Regions from separate parts of the Mus musculus genome. Here region 1 is linked to region 2. Evidence: chromatin contacts called from public Hi-C data. All regions are on one chromosome and are shown on one strand. Each heading gives the region's core, a stretch centred on a gene start, on an enhancer-like site or on the middle of the called end of the contact. The rest is flanking DNA. Distances are from core to core; before and after follow the strand shown. Region 1 overlaps Pdzrn3 (PDZ domain containing RING finger 3). Region 2 has its middle 120 kb from the start of Gm26911.

Region 1 (5,373 bases), core at 563-3,062, 200 kb before region 2:
GTAATAAACATATATTAAATCTATTTCAATAAAACAATCCGTGCGAGGCCTCATGAATCCCTTTTTGTTGTAAGGGTTCAGACATTCCCCTTCATAAATGCTATATGAGGTATTTGAGCACCTTTATGGTGTTTTGGCTGACAGCAAATGACCTTTCATGAGACAGACATAGATCTTACTAGTCACACACCTTCCCGGGAGCAGCAGGGTATAAATTCACCAGGCCTGTTCTGCTTTGAGCTTCAGACAACCAAGGAAAAAGTGTTATTTCAAGGAACAGCTAGATGTGAACATCTGGCCAGAATTACTTCCTAATGAGTGGAGGTTAAAGATCTGCAAGAGCTCTCGGTCTTTTAGTACTCTTTTCTAATCTTTGTGGTGTGTAGTAATAATATAGTGTGGGCCAGTAAAGAAAGAATATTTTGGTCTGAAATGTAAGTCACAACCCCAGTCATTGGTTTGAGCCGAATCTAGTTTTAGGCTCAGTTAGGTCTAGACATTCAGATCTTATTGGAGAGTGGTCCCTGCATGACTTCACTGTGGTGAACTCTGCTGACTTCAGGATGTGAGGAGCATTTCTTCCCACAAACCACTAAAAGTGGCCCCAGAGACTTCATGTGCAATCCTATCGGCTCAGCTGCAGTCTTATAGAGGATACCTGTAGCCTCCGTTTAGGTCATGTGCTACTGACTAAGCCAATCGCTAGCACCAAAGGTCTGCAACAGTCCAGTGGGCCAGGTGTGAGCTCATCACTAAAGCCAACACCATTGGATGGACTGAGCTTCAGCTGAACTGTGTGGAGTGGATAGGTGGGCCTAAGGAGAGGTGCCCAGGGAGAATGGAGTTGGGGTGTGTGTGTGGGGGGGGGATCGGTTGGCCTAACTGGCTGTGGGGCAGGCTGGAATGAGGTATGCTGCAGACAGTTACCAGTGCGTGGATTTACCGGCAACCTGACTTCCAGAGCTTGTCACCTTCTCTGGCGCATGTGTGTTTCCTGAGCAAGTGAACTAACACATCTCTCTGTCCCTCCTCATCTGTCAGAGCGCTCACTCGCCAACCCTCCCTCACCCCAGGTTTCCACTTTAGGATCACACTCCTCAGATATGGGGCCATGAGTACTGTCACTCACCAGTTACTTCCTTCAGGGTGACACCAAGAAATTCTTTTTCTGACCATGGCACGCCTGCCATTCCCCTTTTGCTTTCACGAAGCTTTCAGAAACAAGTTACAGAGTATGGAGAGAGCTCAGCCTTCCCCGGGGGCTGGAAAGGCTCTGGCTGAAATTGAGGGAGCCTTGTGCCCCCTTGGGAACTCTCTAGGGCCAGAGAGATGGAGGTCTGGCCACTCCCTCCTGCTCTGTCAGACTTCATTCGGTGTCTCGTTTCCCATGAGAAATAAGTCTGCACAGTTTAAGAGGAAAAGAAAGAGTTGAACCCCTTATGGTTTAACCACATCCATCCTTAAGGCCTCTCAGAGGCTGGCCAGCTTGTCTGCTCAGGCACCGAAGCATCAGGACCACCCTCCACCCCCCGCCCTCCACCCACCCCCCCACTGCCTCTCCTTCTAAATATTTCTCTTCCCTGTTTGCCTCCCTCTCAGTTTCTATAAAGAGGAGGATTTAACGTCAACACTTCCGCAGCCCCCAGTCGCTGACACCAGCTCTGTCATACAGACAGCAGATGAAAATCTCCTCGCCTACCTCTGGATAATCTGCCAATCCTACATTTTCCAGGGCAGGTGCAGAACCAAAGTCATACACTTCAGTGCCTCTTAAAAATCACAGAGACCAGTCCCGAGTGTGGGTGTCGTGGGAAGAATGACAGTGTGAGGAACACTGCTGCTCCCGTGACATAAGCCGAGGCTCACAGCTAGCTGCTGAGTGGCTGAGCAGACAGCCCTTGCGCTTTTGTGTCTGCAAGAGAAGACTAAAAATCTGAATGTTCCTGTTTCGTATTCTGCCTATTGTTGGTTTCAAGACAATTCTGAAGTTTGGCAAGTCCCTGGGAGCTGCTGAGTCGAATGGGCACTGTTTCAAGCCCAGAAGAGGATGAACTCTAGGAGGAGAAATGGTGACCCCAGTTCTCAGAATCAGCATGATGCCTCTTTCACTGCATTGTGTGGTTTTCTTTTGGAGGAAGGGATCTGGAGACAGACAGATTAGATGGAAAGATTCCATTTGCTGTTTGAACACAAACCATCCCGAGCAATTGTGCCTGGAATTCTGCATCTCTGGCCTGCTCAGACACCTGCTGCATGAGGTACCGCAGTCACCCTAGTGACCGTGGGGCTTCTTTTCCTGGGTTAGTTTTCACCCCACCTGGTGGTGTACTCAGTTTAAAATCTCTCCTGGAGATGAGATGTGGCCCCCAGCTGATGGCATGATTTTATATCCCATTGAATGGGATATAAAAAGCAAATCTGTTGCCAGGAGAACCCACCTAGAACCTAGTAGTACAGCAGACAGCTGCATCTAGACACCAAGATTCTCCTCCTGGATATATGTGCCATGGGGAGAGTGAGAAAGGGCCCCTGGTGAACCATTGAGTAATTTATAGGCTAATCTGGCTGCATGAATTTCTCCTAAGCACCCCAGAGAGAATTAAGATATAAAACATGAGTCTTGTAACCCGAGCAGGAGGCGGTGTGGTGCAGGGGTTCTTATAGCCTGCCTGCCAGGAGGCCACAGGGCCACACTTGTGAACTTAGTAAATGGGGCAGCTGGGAATCACAGCCACATCCCTGAGCTTTCCTGGAGAGAGCTGAACTGCCCCTGAACCTGGAGTGTTTGCCTGGCAGGTTCATGCTGGCTCCTGATGTCATTTCAGCACGCATGCAAGAGACTGGAAAGGGAGGCTCTATACACGGAAGGGCTGCCGTGCCTGGACTTCTAGCCAGGGAGCCCTTGAGTGCTGTTTTCTTTGGCATCAGTCTAGGCTGAGTTGCTTAAATTCCTTTGAAGTTCAGGGGTTTGGGGAGCAGTAGCCCAGCCTACATTCCTTACTCCAGAAGGCAGGCAAGGGGGTCTGGGGTTACCAAGCTGCCAAGAACCAGGCCTTTGTTGGAAAGGTCACTTTGGTGTGACTATGGCTTCAGAGTCTAGTCTTTCTCCCAGTAATGGCTTACAGGCTAATTCAGCAGCCAAGCCCCTATCCTCAGGCCTCCTTGACTTGCTCTCACATTAGAATGTGTAGCTGGAGAACTGTTGAAGAAAACCCCTTTGTGTGTTCATACAAGGGAAAGGATTTTTCCTACTTTGGCTGCTGTGCAGGTGCTGATGTAAAAAGAAACCCAGAAATGACCCTACCCCAACAAAGGGAACTAGGGGAAGCCAGACTCCTCTGCAGCCCCAGCTCAGGAGCACCCAGAACTAAACCCATCACCCGTTGCTCGCCATACACAAGGAGTCAGCTGAACCACAATGGGCTCGTGGAGTGTGATAGTCACATGTGCAGTCTGAGAGTCAGCTCCTGGACTGAGTAGCCAGTGGCAAGGCAGAACCCTTGCCTCTTCAGCCATTAAAAAGAATTCTACATAGGGCCTCTCTGAGAAATCCCAGGAGAAGGATGGGTCATCCCAAGAGGGGCTGCCGCTCTGCCTGAGGCATGGCGATGCAGAGAGTTAAGAGAGAAAAATGATGTCTGTAAAGTTCATGTACTGGTTGGGTTTTGTCGGCTTGACATAAAGCTGAACATATCTGGGAAGAGGGAATCTCAGTTGAAGAATGGTCTTCATCAGACTGGCCTGTAGGCAAGTCGGTGGGGATACTTTCTTGATTGATAGAGGAGGACCCAGCCCACTGGGGCAGTGCGACCTCTGGGCGGGTAGTGCTGGCTTGTAATAGAAAGCTGGCTGAGCAAGCCACGCAGAGGGGGTTAGTAAGCAGAACTCCTCCATGGCCTCTACTTTAGTCCCTGCCCTGCTTGAGCCCCCGCTTTGGTTTCTCTCAGTGAGGGACTGTGACCCAGCCATGGAAGCCAGATGAACCCTTGCCTCTCCAAGTTGCTATGGACCGTGGGGTGTCATGGCAGCCTCAGAAACATAGCTAGTGTAGTTCGATAGGACAGATAGCAGCCATTACAATGAATTTGTGAAAGGGTTGTTTTCCTTTAGTGAATCTGTACATCTGCATTGAAGGGTTGTGAGCATAAAGAATACATCCGATTCCACACACTATTCCAAAATTGGATTATCGTTTTGTAATCACGTGTGTGGGCCGGAGGCAAAGTCTGAGCCACCTCTTGTGTTGGGCACTTGGAGAGGTTGGGATCTGCCTTAGGCCATGCTGGGACCATCCTCCTTGTTATTTTGTCCTCTGTGGAATACCACCTACCTCTTTCTTGCTGCTTTGAACTATTCCTCACAGGACAGTGGGGTAACTGGCCCTTATTCACAGTTTGAGTACCAACGCTATGCTAATTCCTCATGATACAAGAGTAACTAGGGACCAGCCATGTTATTCACGGGCCTCAGCATGAAGTAAAAAATAAGAATCTCCTTTGTGTGAAAAAGCAGGAAAAAAGAAACGTGATGAGAGGTATTAAAATCTAAAGTGCTCTTTGCTTCCCTGGCCTGTCTGTCTGTCTGTCTGTCTGTCTGTCTGTCTGTCTGTCATGGTTTTGCTATCAGCACCATGCTTCCATGGGCAGGCAGATAGGGATGAGTGGAGCATGTGTCTGGGCCCCTTCCCTGCACCAGTCCACCTGCTGCTAGGTCCTGTTAGTACCTGTCCCCTTGGTAAAGACAGGGGAAATCTAGCAAGGTGTCTCCCCAAACCGTGGGCCCTTGGCTCTGCTCCACAGTCAGTGATTGATCCCCAGAACTGCTTCAATCATGTGCCAGGGTGTGGGAGGCTCAGAGAGTACACAGTGACACTGCCTGCCCCACCTAAATCTGCCACAAGTACAAACATCCTACCCTAACCATGCCCATGCCCATGCCCATGCCCAGGCCCAGGCCCCGCCAAGGTTGGAGAGAAGCCACAGAAGCAGGAAGAGGAGGCCAGGAAGAACCCCAGGGACTGCCCCAAGCCAGGTATCCATTGTCTGTTGCACACTTCATAGAGTCACTGACTTCCCCTTACAAACCATATATGCATAGATAAAATTCCACAAGTTTCAAGGCAGTGACTTCACATCGTTGAGCCCCAGCTGTTGATTAGACAAGAAGAAATATAGCAATGGAGAGATCTACTCCAAGCTCAAAAAATGTAATTTTCACTAGTTAGGGCCAAATAAGTAATAAGAAAGTTTGAACAACAGCAACAACAACAAAACAGATAAAAAACAAACAAACAACAACAAAAAACAAAACAAACAAACAAAAAAACCTGAGGGACCTTTACATCTGGTAGGCAGGCAGCTTCCTGAATATGCC
Region 2 (5,913 bases), core at 1,910-4,409:
GCACACACGAGGCAAACTCACACCTCGAGTGGCTTTGCTTCTCAAACTCATTGTATAGTTAGTTCACAGTTGGAAACTGGAATTTTCCAGAGATATAATTTAAGACTCCTTCATCATTACTTTTTCTGCTAAAATGCCTTTTCTCCCCGTAAATGTGATTCTGGACAGCCAAAGAACAGAGTTTCTTACCTCCCCCAGCCTGCTGTTTTATCGTTTCCATAACCCCCAAATCATGCTCCAGTTTTCTCTCTTTGAGCCACAGAGAACAAGGCAGTAATCTCCAAGGACTACAGAACAACACGACCAGCTTCTGTCAGATTAAAATATGAGACAAATTAACCCTCATTAAGAGAATGCACCTGCAACGCTGCTTACCAACTGTGAGAAGGCAACCGGCCGCCTCTCCGAGTCCATATTGTCTTCACCCCTCATTAAGCAGCCCCCTGGATTCTGCTGAGCGGCCACTGCAGTGATGGACAGCAGAGGAAACAACCGGATAGGAAGATGAGAGTGAGCTTGGTACAGCATCATGAACTGCAGACTGCAACATTTCATATGGGAAACCTGGCTTCAAAATTCTGTCTCATTTGCTCGGGGCATGTGAGGATGGGATGGGAAGCCGAACATTCATTAACGCTTCGTGTTGTGGTCTGGATTATTCCATGATGGCAAAAGCAGTTTCTTGCCATAAGCTCAGAACCTTGGCTGGCCAGAGAGTCACAGTTTGGAAAGTTAAAGTCTGATGTTTGACCTTAAAATGGGATTGTTGTTAGTGTCCCTACACAGAGATTCCATGTCTAGGTGCAGAGTTCAAGGTAAAATGGACCATCTCTGAGACAACAGGGCTTGTGCTCAGAGTGTCCCTCTTCAGGAAACCCCTTGATGTCCAATTAAAGAGAGAAGAGATCTCAGAGAGCCCAATGGCCTCTTCAAGTTCAAATGGCCGACAAGCCATAGACCTGGCCCCTAAACGGGTGTGCATGATTCCGAATTCCAGTTTGTTGACTTGTTATAGCATGGGATACGCCACAACAGCCCAGGGGCCCCATATGTCTTACTTCCTGTTTCTAATAAAGTTTTATCAGAACACACTGCACCATCTGGCATGTAGGGCTGCATCTAAGTTTCAACAGCAGAGCTGAGTGCATGTGGCCAGAACCCCACAGCCTTGAGCATGTCTGTGCTGCCTCCGCCCTTTCACAGTATCATTGCCCTGGTCCATGAGGCAAGCTTAAGACAACATCATAAGAACCAAACATTTCCAGAGTTCACCCCTGTTGCAAAGACCAAGTCCATTTGGTAGCCTCTGATGACACTATGGCCCCCCAGAATTATGTGACCAGTCCAAGTATTCTACCTACCACATTTTAGACCCTGGCATGGACAGTGGCTTATGATTTTTGGAATCATGAATGATGGAGGTCAACTGTGAGAAAAAGGCCTTTCTGAATTATGTGCAAGCTTCCCTTTCAGTCATTCCCCCACTCCCTCCCACATAAGCCCCTAGTAGGTAGGTGCCTTACACAAAGTTCATGACAGACAGATGGATTCTTAGGAACCCTAAATGCGGCCCTCCAGGTTTTCATTGGTAGCCTTTTATAGAGGATGAGTACTTTAAAAATGAAGAATTGAGGAAGAAGTAGAGGAAGAGGAGAAAGAAAGAGAGGAACAAGGAAGGAATAAAAAGAGGTGGAGGGCAGGAAGGAATAAGGGAGAAAGAGAAGGGAAATAGGGTAAGAGAATAATGGGAAAACCAGGAGGAGAGGTGAAGGCATAAAAGGAAAGGGAGAGGAGGGGAAGGGGGAGAAGGGGAGGGGAGGAGAGAGGGGAAGGAATAGGAGGTTATGATGATAAAAGAAGAAGGCAAAAAGAGGCAGCTGTATAGAACAAACCTTCCAAAATCAGACCAGACAACACAGCACCAGAAACACACGCTTGCTCACATCAGCAGAACAGAGCTTCACAGTCTCACAGGCAAGAGGTCATCAAAATACACTTCTCGTTTTCTCTTGCCTTCAATTGTATTAAAGAACCAACTCTAGAAACTCGGGTTTCCCTTCCTATAACTTCTCATCTGGTGATTTCTAAGGATTAGATATCCACTGACCATGTATGTGCCTGTCATGGACTGAATACAGAACATACACTGGTCATTGTATTCAGAATGTATCCACTCCAGAATGGAAATAAGAGTATTTTAGATGTCTGGGGAAGTGACTGAGTTGATAAAGTGCTTTGCCTTGCATGTTTGAGATCCCTAATACATGAAAAATGGGGCACCATGACATGTACCTGTAAATCCGGCATTGGAGAGGCAGAAACAAGTGGACTCCAGAAACTTGTTAGCCAGTCAGCTTAGCTGAGTCAGTAATATTCAGGGCCAGTGAAAGACTCTCTCTCAAAATGTAAGGCAGAGTACCAGCAAGATGCTCAGTGGGTAGAGGACCTCACTAATAAGACTGAGTTCTGTTTGGTAAAAAGAGAACTAACTCCCAGAAGATAGCCTGTGACCACCACATGCTTACACACACATACACACACACACACACACACACACACACACACACACACACCACGCACACACAGATTTGCATACACAGACTCACGCAAAAATAATATTTCAGATATAGATAGACACTATACTGGAAAAAATAGCAGGTTCAGTGTAAGATAATGGTGGTGCAGGGGTGCTTTTAGGTGGGAAAATGGGGCTGATAGTTACCACATACCAGGCGTTGTGGACTAAATTAGGGAGAGATGGGAGAGAAGCATAGAGGAGAGCATCAGGTCTCCATAAAGCAATCCCAGGCCACAAACTAAGCTGGTCCTGTAAGGCCAGACTCAGGGACCCTCTCGGATAGTGCAACTGTAATACTTCTTGAGGCTTTACGTAGAAGCCACACAATGATTCTGTGCTGTTTTATTATTATTTCATTATCCCTGCTTATTATAATAAGAGCAAAGTCTCTGGGACGCTTCTGCATCAGCTGCACAGTACGTCAAAACTGAGCATGCTCCAGAAAGAACTACGTAATCGCAAACCGAAAGAGACGTAAACCCTCCGCTTCCCTGAGACCAAAGCTGCAGGACCATCCTGTTCTGTATGAGAGATGCTACTCACAGATTAGACACCTGGCTGTAGCCAGAGAAGCTGCTCTACGTACACATTCTCAGCCTACCACCACGAGCATCCATCAAAACAGCCTTATGCCAGCCTTCCCGCCCCAGCAGACACCATCGGCAAGCCGCTTTACACCAGAGAGGGGCAGACTGTGATTCATGAGCCAAATCTGGTCCACCGTCTATTTTTCATAAAGTTTTCTTGGAAAGCAGCCATGCCCATTCAGATGCACACGATCTACGGCTGCTTGAGCACTGTAGAAGCGAGGATCAATAGTTGGGACAGATTTGACATAGCCTGCAAAGACTGAAATATTTACTCTCTGGTCATTCGTAGGAAAGGGTTGCCAGCCCGTCAGGCTTAGAACACATGAACATATATGTTCCTACAGAATGTCAGTAAGTACACCTTTTATCGATTAATCCTCTCTGTGGCCGTTATTTTAAAAGAGGCTAGAAGGATAGCTCAGTGGCTAAAAGCACTTGTTCTTCTGGTCTACTCAAGTTAGGTCCCCACCCAGAAAGCTCCCAAACATCTGTAACTGGAGCTCCAGGGGATCTGGTGCCATCTCATGGGTACCACATGAGTGTGCTCATATAGAACACACAGACACATGACAGAAAAAAAAAAGAAAGAAAGAGGTGACTACCTGTGACATAGAATTGCACAGTATGCTGCTTTTCCTAACTTCACTGTAGCAGGTGGATGTCTGCACACAACCACACTCCTCTCTCGTCTCCCCCAGGAGATATGGCTAATCAGTTGTGATGCTTTTTTTGTTGCTGAGACTAGAGGTGACCTTTGGGTCCTTCACATAGCATTGCAGTCAGCCATGGCCAGTAATCCAAGGCTGCCTAAAGACATCCATTTGCCATCTTGGGCTGTGATCTGGAAGCAGGACTTTGTGAGAATTTTGGCATGTTGTCAGCCACTTTCCTCCCACGTGTCCTACAATGTCTCTTATCTTCAATTAAAGACAGGAGCCAGCTTCGTTTTCACGACATTTCAGAGAAGTAGGAAAAAGACACTCCTCTAGGCTTTGCCCAAGGTACGCCAGTATAGTTCACACTTGAGAACTGAATGTCCATGCATGAGCCTGCGGCTCCAACTTTTTCTGTGGGAACCTAAGATCTCAGCAGTAGAGCCCGAGTCTGTTCGCAACCCTTTTCTTTTCTTCCTGTGCTTTGCAAACTACTGAACTGCCTCCAGGAAAGCCATGGGAAGGCTGGTCAGAGGGCTATCTATGCTCTGTTAACTGTTCCTGGCCTCCGGAAGTCAGAAGAAAATAAAAGCATCCCATGAACTTCAATCACTAGCTAGGTCTCAGCTCCTCGCTTCTCCCCCACCCTCCTGCTCCCCAGTGACAAACCCAATATGCCTCCACACTCCCTCGACCACACACTTTATTATTACCTCAGGGTCAATACCTTTATAAACATGCCTCTGACTGACTTCTTAGATAACGTCAGGGCACTCCTTTGCAAGCAATAAAAACAACCCGGCCCAGGATGTTATCAAGAAGAAAGTAATTACAAAGTCCCGAGCCGAAGAGCCTGGGAAAACAGCATCCCTTATTATTGTCTAATTCTTAGAACAAGGAGGGCCTAGGTTAATATAACCATCAATCTCACATATGCCTTATTTCAAAGAGGCCTTAAAAATGAGGACACAAGAAATTATGTATTTGCCTTGGCTAGCAATTCTTGATCATGTGTTATTTGATCACACACACCATAGGTACATAAGGCAACCTTCAGACAGCTATGCAGACATTGGACCAGTCTTGCACTTAGAAATAACCTTGACATGCAGCATCCTTCCTCTTCCTCATCTTCCAGCAGACGGCTCAAGTCTCCCTACTGATGGCAGCGTTAGTGTCTGCAGCATTAAACACCAGGCAAGAAGTAAAGCATTCAGAGGAAGGGATCCTTGCCCTCTGATGATCTTTTGTATCCCCATATTCCTGACTCCTGTGTCCAAGGAAGAGAGGCTACCAAGGTGATGCTGGTGGGGAACAGTAGAGATGCCCTTGGGTCTCATGCCACCACTCCACAATTCCAGAAGAGGATGACCTCGGGAGGACTCTCAAACAAGATGAGACAATAGATATGGTAACTAGCCTAATTTAACTATTCCACGATATGCATATCAAAACATCATATGCATTTAGTCACCTTTAAAATGACATAAAGTGGAGGAAAATAACAACATCATAAGAAATGACAGAGTGAGGGCACAGACAGATAGGCTTGTATGGTGCCCTTGGCCTGCTTATTCAAGGTAGATCTTTATGGAGCAGCATCTTTGCAGCTAAGGCTTGAAGGATAGAAGAAATAGGGCACACACCACCTAAGGATAACCAGAGCAAAGAGAGGAGTCTGTGTAAAAGCACAAAGAGTGAACCAGTGGGATTCGTGGTATTTCTCAAACATCCTGTGTTGTCTGGATTATCTAGAAGACTTGTCCAGCATACATTGTGGACCTTGCTCTTAGTGCCTGCTAAGTGGATCCAAAGTGGGTCTAAGAATGCCAGTGTCGACATGTCCCCTTCAGTTTCTGCTGTTGCTAAGCTGTAGTTCACACATTGAAGATCACTGGTCTAGAAAAGGATGCTACAAGGAAATGATGGGATGGATGCCTTAGTGGCTAAGGGTTGAGGGCACTGCTGCTCTTCCAGGGGATGGGGGTTCAGTTCACATTACCCATGTTACACCAGGAAGCTCATGACTACCTGAAACTTTCTTGATTGCCACCCTACCCAGACAGACAGACAGACAGACACACACACACAC

What was found. Hi-C and Micro-C count contacts between places; a contact is called where the count stands out from the background.
Region 1: a Hi-C map of cerebral cortex shows a contact between it and region 2, with 4 times the contacts expected there. The contact joins two enhancer-like sites. A contact is called at or near these places in 9 of 484 Hi-C or Micro-C datasets (8-cell embryo, the HL-1 cell line, cerebral cortex and 3 more).

What each region holds. Positions count from the first base shown.
Region 1 is chr6:101,248,805-101,254,177 of GRCm38.p6, reverse strand. The region is part of intron 3 of Pdzrn3 (PDZ domain containing RING finger 3); the gene reads left to right. Among named protein-coding and RNA genes, the nearest start is that of Gm33934, 20 kb to the left of the region's middle. Within about 2 kb of position 1,812, at least 45 of the 459 cell types and tissues checked have an H3K27ac peak or open chromatin away from gene starts, as enhancers often do. A contact at or near this core is called in cerebral cortex, where this site is marked.
Region 2 is chr6:101,053,732-101,059,644 of GRCm38.p6, reverse strand. No RefSeq gene overlaps it. Among named protein-coding and RNA genes, the nearest start is that of Gm26911, 120 kb to the left of the region's middle. Within about 2 kb of position 3,159, at least 10 of the 459 cell types and tissues checked have an H3K27ac peak or open chromatin away from gene starts, as enhancers often do. A contact at or near this core is called in cerebral cortex, where this site is marked.